Regions from separate parts of the Sus scrofa genome. Here region 2 is linked to region 1. The links are chromatin contacts, called in public HiChIP or PLAC-seq maps. All regions are on one chromosome and are shown on one strand. The core of a region is the stretch at or near the end of the contact, and the rest is flanking DNA. Distances in the headings are between cores, read along the strand shown. Region 1 holds the start of SETBP1 (SET-binding protein). Region 2 overlaps SETBP1 (SET-binding protein).

Evidence for each region. HiChIP or PLAC-seq counts read pairs in DNA pulled down with a chosen protein or histone mark.
Region 2: a contact with region 1 is called in an H3K27ac HiChIP or PLAC-seq map of skeletal muscle. The contact joins the enhancer-like site here to the promoter of SETBP1 in region 1. A contact is called at or near these places in 10 of 47 Hi-C or Micro-C datasets (adipose tissue, alveolar macrophages, brain and 6 more) and 1 of 2 datasets of contacts at active chromatin or transcription factors (skeletal muscle).

What each region holds. Positions count from the first base shown.
Region 1 is chr1:94,293,656-94,297,263 of Sscrofa11.1, reverse strand. SETBP1 (SET-binding protein) reads right to left here and starts at 1,932. Exons shown (of 7, transcript XM_021092436.1): 1 at 1,315-1,932.
Region 2 is chr1:94,404,062-94,407,669 of Sscrofa11.1, reverse strand. All of the region lies in intron 3 of SETBP1 (SET-binding protein), which reads right to left. Among named protein-coding and RNA genes, the nearest start is that of SETBP1, 110 kb to the right of the region's middle. Within about 2 kb of position 1,694, at least 10 of the 83 cell types and tissues checked have an H3K27ac peak or open chromatin away from gene starts, as enhancers often do. A contact at or near this core is called in skeletal muscle, where this site is marked.

The DNA.
Region 1 (3,608 bases), core at 683-3,182:
GGTCAATAGAGCCCTCTCCCCACATTCCCAGTCTCTCTAGCCTCACCTCGTACTTCAACTGGCACAACTTTCCGATCTCCAAGGAAAATATTTCCACTTGGATCTTATTTCAGAATTGTAACTGGTGTGGGTCGTGGGAGGAGGGGTGTTGCCGCGTGTAGGGGATGGGGACTGGAAGACAGCATTTCGGTAGTTACTTATTTTTGTAGAGCCAGCATGCTCTACCGATCAGAAATTGCTATTACCCAACAATGCTTCCATCACAAACAGACACCAAAAACAGCATCAGCATTATCACCATCTTGCTAAAGATCTGCCCAGTCCAGTTTACCTGACTTTGTCTCTGTGGAACTTCTCGGACAGTATTTTAGTCAAAGAGATAGTGGTTTGAAAGACAAAAACAATAAATCGATACTGAAGGGTTCCCTTTCAGGAGTTATTTCCCACTGGAAACCACCGAACGGGGAAGCCTGTCGTTAATTCCCAAGCCCACGACTCCTCTAGAAACACACACAATGCGTGCTTTCAAAAAAGGCATTCGCCTGCTTTTAAGGGAATTCCTGTCTTTTCAGAGTCCCAAAACCAGAGAGCAGGAGAAAGAGACTCAAATCCATTGATTAAGATTTTAAGGAAAAGACTAACACAGAGCCACGACACAAGCACACACCAACCTTCGCCGGCTGGACCACTTCTTCCCTGTTCTTCTTTCTATCAACGACACGTTAGATTCTGATATATTCTCCCCCCCCACCCCCCAAAAAATTCAGCTATATACAATGTAGCTCTCTAGCTCCACTTAACCTGCAAGTTACAAAGAGGGGGGGGGAAATATCCTGCCGCCTTCCCACCCCTTTCCTTACCCCCTCCCCCTCTCGAGTCCACTCCACCAAAGCCAAACCCGCCAGCTCCAGCAGCCGGCTGCCGGACCGAGGGAGGGTGCAAAAGGCTGCGGCGGCGGCGGCAGGGGGTGGGGGAGATCAGATTAGGCCAAGCTCAGTAAGGTCCCAGACCTCCAGCCCGATGCTGCCACCCTCGCCGCCACCAACGAGCCACTCCAAATGAGCCAGCATCACTGCCCACAGCCGACGGGCCGGAATTGCGCCCATCCTCGGCAGCCTCGCCGGGACCTGCATCCCGCCCCTTCGGCCCCGACTCCCCTTCCCGCCCGGTGCAAAGTCAAAGCCCCAGCGAGGCAACGTTAACTTTTGCATGCAGAGAACACACACCGCCCCCGACCCCGGGCGTGCGGGGGCCCGCGGTACGGCGGGAGGCTCGGCGCCCGGCTCCCGGACCAAGGTCGCCGCGCGTGCTCACCCACGTCCCGGCGGCTCCGGCTCCGCTGGCCCAGCGCTCGCTCAGATCCCGGCTCCCGTAGCTCGCCCGAGCCCCCGAAGGTGCTGCTGCGGCAACTCCATGGCGATGAGCATCTGTCACACGGCGAGCAGCGGGCTGGCCGCCCTCGCTCGGGGGGCGCCGGGGCCCCCGGGCGCGCGGAGGCGGAGGCGAGCGGCGGGCGCCCAGAACGGCCCAGCGCTTCCCGCCCGGCGCGGCCGCCTCCGCCGCGCCACCGATTTACGGAGAGAGATATCAAGGGGGAAAATGGCGTCTCCGGAGCCCGAGGAGTCCTGGAGTAATCACATTCACACACACACACACACGCACGCACACACTCGCACACCGCGCGCCGCAAGCCCGGCTAATTTTAGCAGAAGGGCCCCCCCCCAATTATATATATCCCCGTCTCTCCAATCAATGCTATTTTTTTTTCTTTTCTTCAAAGGATGGATTGGAGCCTTAAAAAATGTTGCCGGCTATGGGTTCGCAGGAGGCAGCGCGCGGAGGGCGAGGGCGCTTTTGCTGAGCTGTGCAGTTCGTTCCGCGGCGCCGGGCGGCCCTGCCCGCCGGCTCGTTCGCCCGCGGTCGCTACTGCTGCCGCCGTCGCCGCCGCCGCCGCTCCATGACCGCGCCCGCCCCGCGCCCCCGTCGCGTCCCCTCGCCACCCGCCCCCGTCCCCGGCGAGCGCTGGAGTGGGGTCGGGCCCAAGTGCCTGCCTCCCGCGCCCTCTCCCGAGTCCCGGAGTCCTAGTGAAAGGAAGGGGGAGGGCGCGGGCGGGGGAGGGGGAGGATCGGAGCGGCCGCGCGGCGGAGCTGAGCGGGGACCGCCACCCCGCGATCTGCTTCGGAGGGGGCGCGGGCTCCCACACCTCTTGCCCAACCGGCCGGGGGCCGCTTTCCTACTTGCGCCGGGGGTGGCACAACCAGTAACCAACAAGCACCTCTCCCTTCACCCTCCCTCAGTGAATTTTTGTGAATTTCGATCAATTGGGAAGAGTGGGGATCTTGAGCGGGAGAAGGAACACAGTTCGTGGAGGCGGATCGGGGACCCCTCGTCGCCCCCCGCGCCCTTCTTGCTTCCCCAGCGCCCTCGAGGCCCAGTGTCTCTGCGCGCCCGAGTCCGCCGCGGAAACTGGGCGGCCGCGGGGACCGCGGCGGACTAGGCGCCGGCTCCGGGGCTCAACACTGCCGCTATCTGACACAACAGGAGCAGTGTTGGGGGAGCTGTGTTCCGAGGCGGGAGATGTGATAGGCTCTGAAACTGGGTGCATTTTTTTTTTTAATCTGGTAATTACATTTCAGGGGGTTATTTTTTTGTTAAGCGACACGTATGCCTTCAGATGCGTATGTGCATTTTCTAGTTATTCACAAAAATTGGACAATTGATGACGGGAAAGACACCTTGAGATGACGTTGGCATGCAGTTCTCTATTCAGGATAGTGGAAAGAATAAAATGGAATATCTTCAGTTCATACAAAATATGGTGGTATTTTAATTTGGCTGTTTGTTTTCGGATTGCAAAGGGGACCTATTCAGGCCACTCATTTGCAACCTCGGGCAACTGAGAAATGGAACCCCTCAGGGGCATGTCTACATTATAGGACAATATAGGACAGAAATGGTTTAAGGGGGTTTGCAAGTGGTTTTTCTTAAAGACCTTGAGTAGAGTTTAAGATACCTATTCTCAGAGCCCTGGGAACCTTGAGAAAATAAAGAGATAATCTGAGTAGCTGATAGGAATGCACACAACACAGGTCTCTTAGTCCTAAACAATCTCCAATGCCAGCATCTTGCAGTCATTCAGCAAATAATTATGTAGCATGAACTATCTCAGACATGATGGCAGCAACTAGAGATTCAAACTCAGAATTCATAACCCAGTGAGAGACTGGCATGCAAACTTTGAACTACATCTAATGTATGGAAATATCAGAAAGGAGATGTTTACAAAGTACATGGAGCACAGACACAGAAATGGTATGAGGGTGAGATCAAAAATAATATTCTCTTGAGAATTGCCCCACATTTATTACCTGTTTAACATAGCCCTTTCCTTTTCCCCTTTTTACGAATATACCTTTTTCCCTCTAAAACCTGTTTTTCTAACCAAGATAAAAGTTTTGAGGACAGGTCTGTGCCTTGCATGGGCAATGCCACTAAATGTAGGCAAGAATAAATGTTCCTCTGATATCACCAAATAACTGACTGGCTGCCAGATGGGCTGTCATTTTGTGCATTAGACAACCCTATGCCTAACCTGTAAAATGACTATA
Region 2 (3,608 bases), core at 445-2,944, 110 kb before region 1:
CGCATTTTTTCATGTGTAACAACTATTTGGAGAGCTTGGCAGAACACATCACTGATCCCAATAATCAGCCTCTAATTCAGTAGGTTTGGCCTGGGTGTTAGGAGGCCAGGAATCTCCATTGCTAACAAGCTCTCAGGTGCTGCCACTGCTAGTCCTGAGACCATGCTTTAGAAACCACTGATCTGGGACCTAGGACTGTCAACAGTAGATGGAAATTCAAATCACTGAGAAAATGCAGGTGCCCACTGTACACCAAATCTTGTAAATCAGAAACTCTAGTTACGCAGTCCTGACATCTATATTCTTTTTTTTTAATTGAAGTATAGTTAGTTTATATGTTTTGTTAATTTCTGCCGTAGAGCAAAGTGACTCAGTTATATACATATATACATTCTTTTTCATATTCTTTTCCATTATGGTTTATCCCAGGATATTTAGAATATAATTCCCTGTGCTATAACAGTAGACCTTGTTGTTTATCCATTCTATATATAATAGTTTGCATCTGCTAATTTCAAACTCTCAATCCATCCCTCTCTCACCCCTAACCCTTGGCAACCACAAGTCTGTTCTCTATGTCTGTGAGTCTGCTTCTGTTTTATAGATACGTTCATTTGTGCCATATTTTAGTTACTGCATATAAGTGATATCCTATGATATTTGTATTTCTCTTTCTGACTTTACTTTTTTAGTATGATAATCTCTAGCTGCATCCATGTTGCTGCAAATGGCATTCCATTCTTTTTTATGGCTGAGTAGTATTCACTGTATGCATGTATATATGTAGTAGTATTCACTGTATACACTGTATACATGTCCATCTGTTGATGGACATTTAGATTGCTTCCACATCTTGACTATTTGAACAGTGCTGCTATGAACAGAGGGATGAATGTATTTTTTTGAATTATAATTTTGTCTAGCTATATACCCAGGAGTGAGATTGTTGGATCATATGGTAATTCCATTTCTAGTTTCCTGAGGGACCTCCATACTGTTTTCCATTCTGGCTGCAGCAACTAACATTTCTACCAACAGTGTAGGAGGGGTCCCTTTCCTCCACACCCTCTCAGCATTCATAGACTTATTTAATGATAGCCTTTCTGACTGGTATGAGGTGATACCTCATTGTAGTTTTGATTTGCATTTCTCTACTAACTATACACACACACACACAAACACACATATATATAGTTAGTACATACATACATACATACATACATACATACATACATTTTGGCCATGGCATGTGGAAGTTCCCAGGCCAGGGATCCAATCCACACCACAGAAGTGACAATGCCAGATTCTTAACTGCTAGGCCACCAGGGAACTCCTCAATGTCTACATTCTTAATCAACTCCCCATATGATCTTAATGTGTAGCAAAGGTTTAGAGGCATTGAGCAGGTTCAGTTGCTTCATTTTACAGAAAATAAAACTGAAGTTCAGAGGATCGAGTGATGTCTAATTCTATATATTCAACTGTAAAGGGGTAGGTTTGGACAGGAAGTAATTTTAAATTCTGAGTCTTTAATTCCAGGGCTGCATTTCTCCTTATCTTCTGTCCCCTCACACTCAAATAATAAGAGTCAGGTAAACAGGCAAGGCTAAGAGAGCCTCCTTCTTCATCTGGCCACCCCAAGTAACCAGAAGGAATCAAAGAGGACCACACGGCGTTGGCAGGCTCTGAGCATTCTTAAAGCTTGCCTCCGTCTTGTTTCTAAATATAACAGGCAGTCAGACACTGAATAACTCTTGGATGATTTGGCTTCCCTGGGATAAACTTCTTTCTCCTTAGATTATGCTACACCAGGAATAGAGCCCTAAGGGGAGAAATTCCTCTTCAAAGTCAAAGTGAGATAACACCGTGTGTGGTATTCAGGTTGTTCTCCTTTGGGAGGAGAGTGGGAGGCAAACTTCTAACATCAGCCAACATCAAAAAGTATATTCATACTCTGTACATGTGGAGGGGGCAGGGCCAGAGGGGAAATGGTAAGGCAGATGACAACACATCCCAGGCCTGGCTGGCAGGGACAAGGAGCGTGGGCAACAGGCTCGGGCTGTGGGCAAGGAGAAGGCCACGTGCCAGTGGCCCTGGCAGCCATCCCTGCACGGGTTCTGTTCATGGGCTCTGCTGGGAGGACTTGGTGGGCATGCGGAGTGGGTTGCTGGCTCCCAGGAGGCGGGCTCAGGAACAGCTCCTACTACACTTCCCTTGCCCTCAGGCTCTTGCTCCTTCCAGGGTAGGGGAATCTGATGCCACCTAAAATTGCCCTGAAACATGGATAGACATTCGTTATCTCCTCTTCCACATAAATACCAAACCCTTCCTCTTTATTTTAGAGTGAGTTGAGCCTCTCCATTTTCCAGTATGGCAATAGATCTGAGTATTGGATTTGGATGGGATGCTAGCACCCAACTGGTTCTGTCCTCTCCATTTATAGAGAACACTGTAAATGCTATCATTTGTTAAGACCTACTATGCATCAGGCACTTCATATACATCAAATTGAGCACTCAACCAAAGCCCCAAATGAGCAATATGTTTCCAGATGGTAGAAGATGAAGCACAGGCAGAGGGAGAGGAAATGATCTGCCCCAAATCTCATGGCTAAAGGAATCAGAGCTAGGATTCAGATGCAGGTTTCTGGCTCCAAACTGCTGCTGGGTCAACAGTCCTGAGAGGAGAAGGAGCTGGTGAATGGTTTCCTGCCTCCCTCCACCCACCATGTTAGGGTAATTGACCAGCCTGCCTCAGCTAACATCACCTTTTGCTTTTCAAGATTTAAGCCAAAACTTTATTTAGAAGTTCTAAATGTCCAGGGAGGAGTCTGTTAGCTCTCTCTGGTCCCCAGAGGGGAAAAATGAAACTTTCTCAGTTTAGACTGAGAGAAACCCAGCTGCTATTAAAAATAGAGCAGGAAATTGCATGGGCAACTCAGGGCAATTCTCCTTCTCCAAAGGAATTCCTCCAAAGTGCTGAAAGCTCAGGAAAAGACTGTAGTTTGGGTGAGGTGCGGAGACCCTGAATATGTCCCCCATCCCTGGAAGATGCAAGTCTTCCCTGGGGCTGCACTGATTTGCATGTTTCATTTGTGTGGGTATGCACAGGTTTGTGTGTGTGCTTGAGGGTGTGGGGTGAGAGGCGTTACAGTAACAGGCATTACGGTAAGAGAAGTATCCCACAGGAAGCTATTCTTCCAACTCTCTTTCTTATCTCTAGAACAGAGTTTTTCAACTGCTGTACTTCTGACATTTGGGACTGGATCATTCTTTGTTGGCGGGGGGCTGACCTGTCTACTGTAGGATGTTGAGCAACATTCCAGGTCTCTACACACTGGATGCCAGTAGCACTTCTAACCCAGCCGTGACAATCAGAAATGTCTCCAAACTTTGCCAAATACCTTCTGGTGGGAAGGAGGGGCAAAACTGCCAATATCTCACCCTGCCACCATACATTAATAGAAACAAAGTTCAAAAGGGTGTGCCTGAGACCCTCTTTGAAGGAGCTAAAGTGTAGTACGTAATATATAATCTGCATATTTTCACCAAAACTCATAGAAAAGCAAAGCCATGTACCAGGCACCCTGGGATAATCAAAGGTCTCCA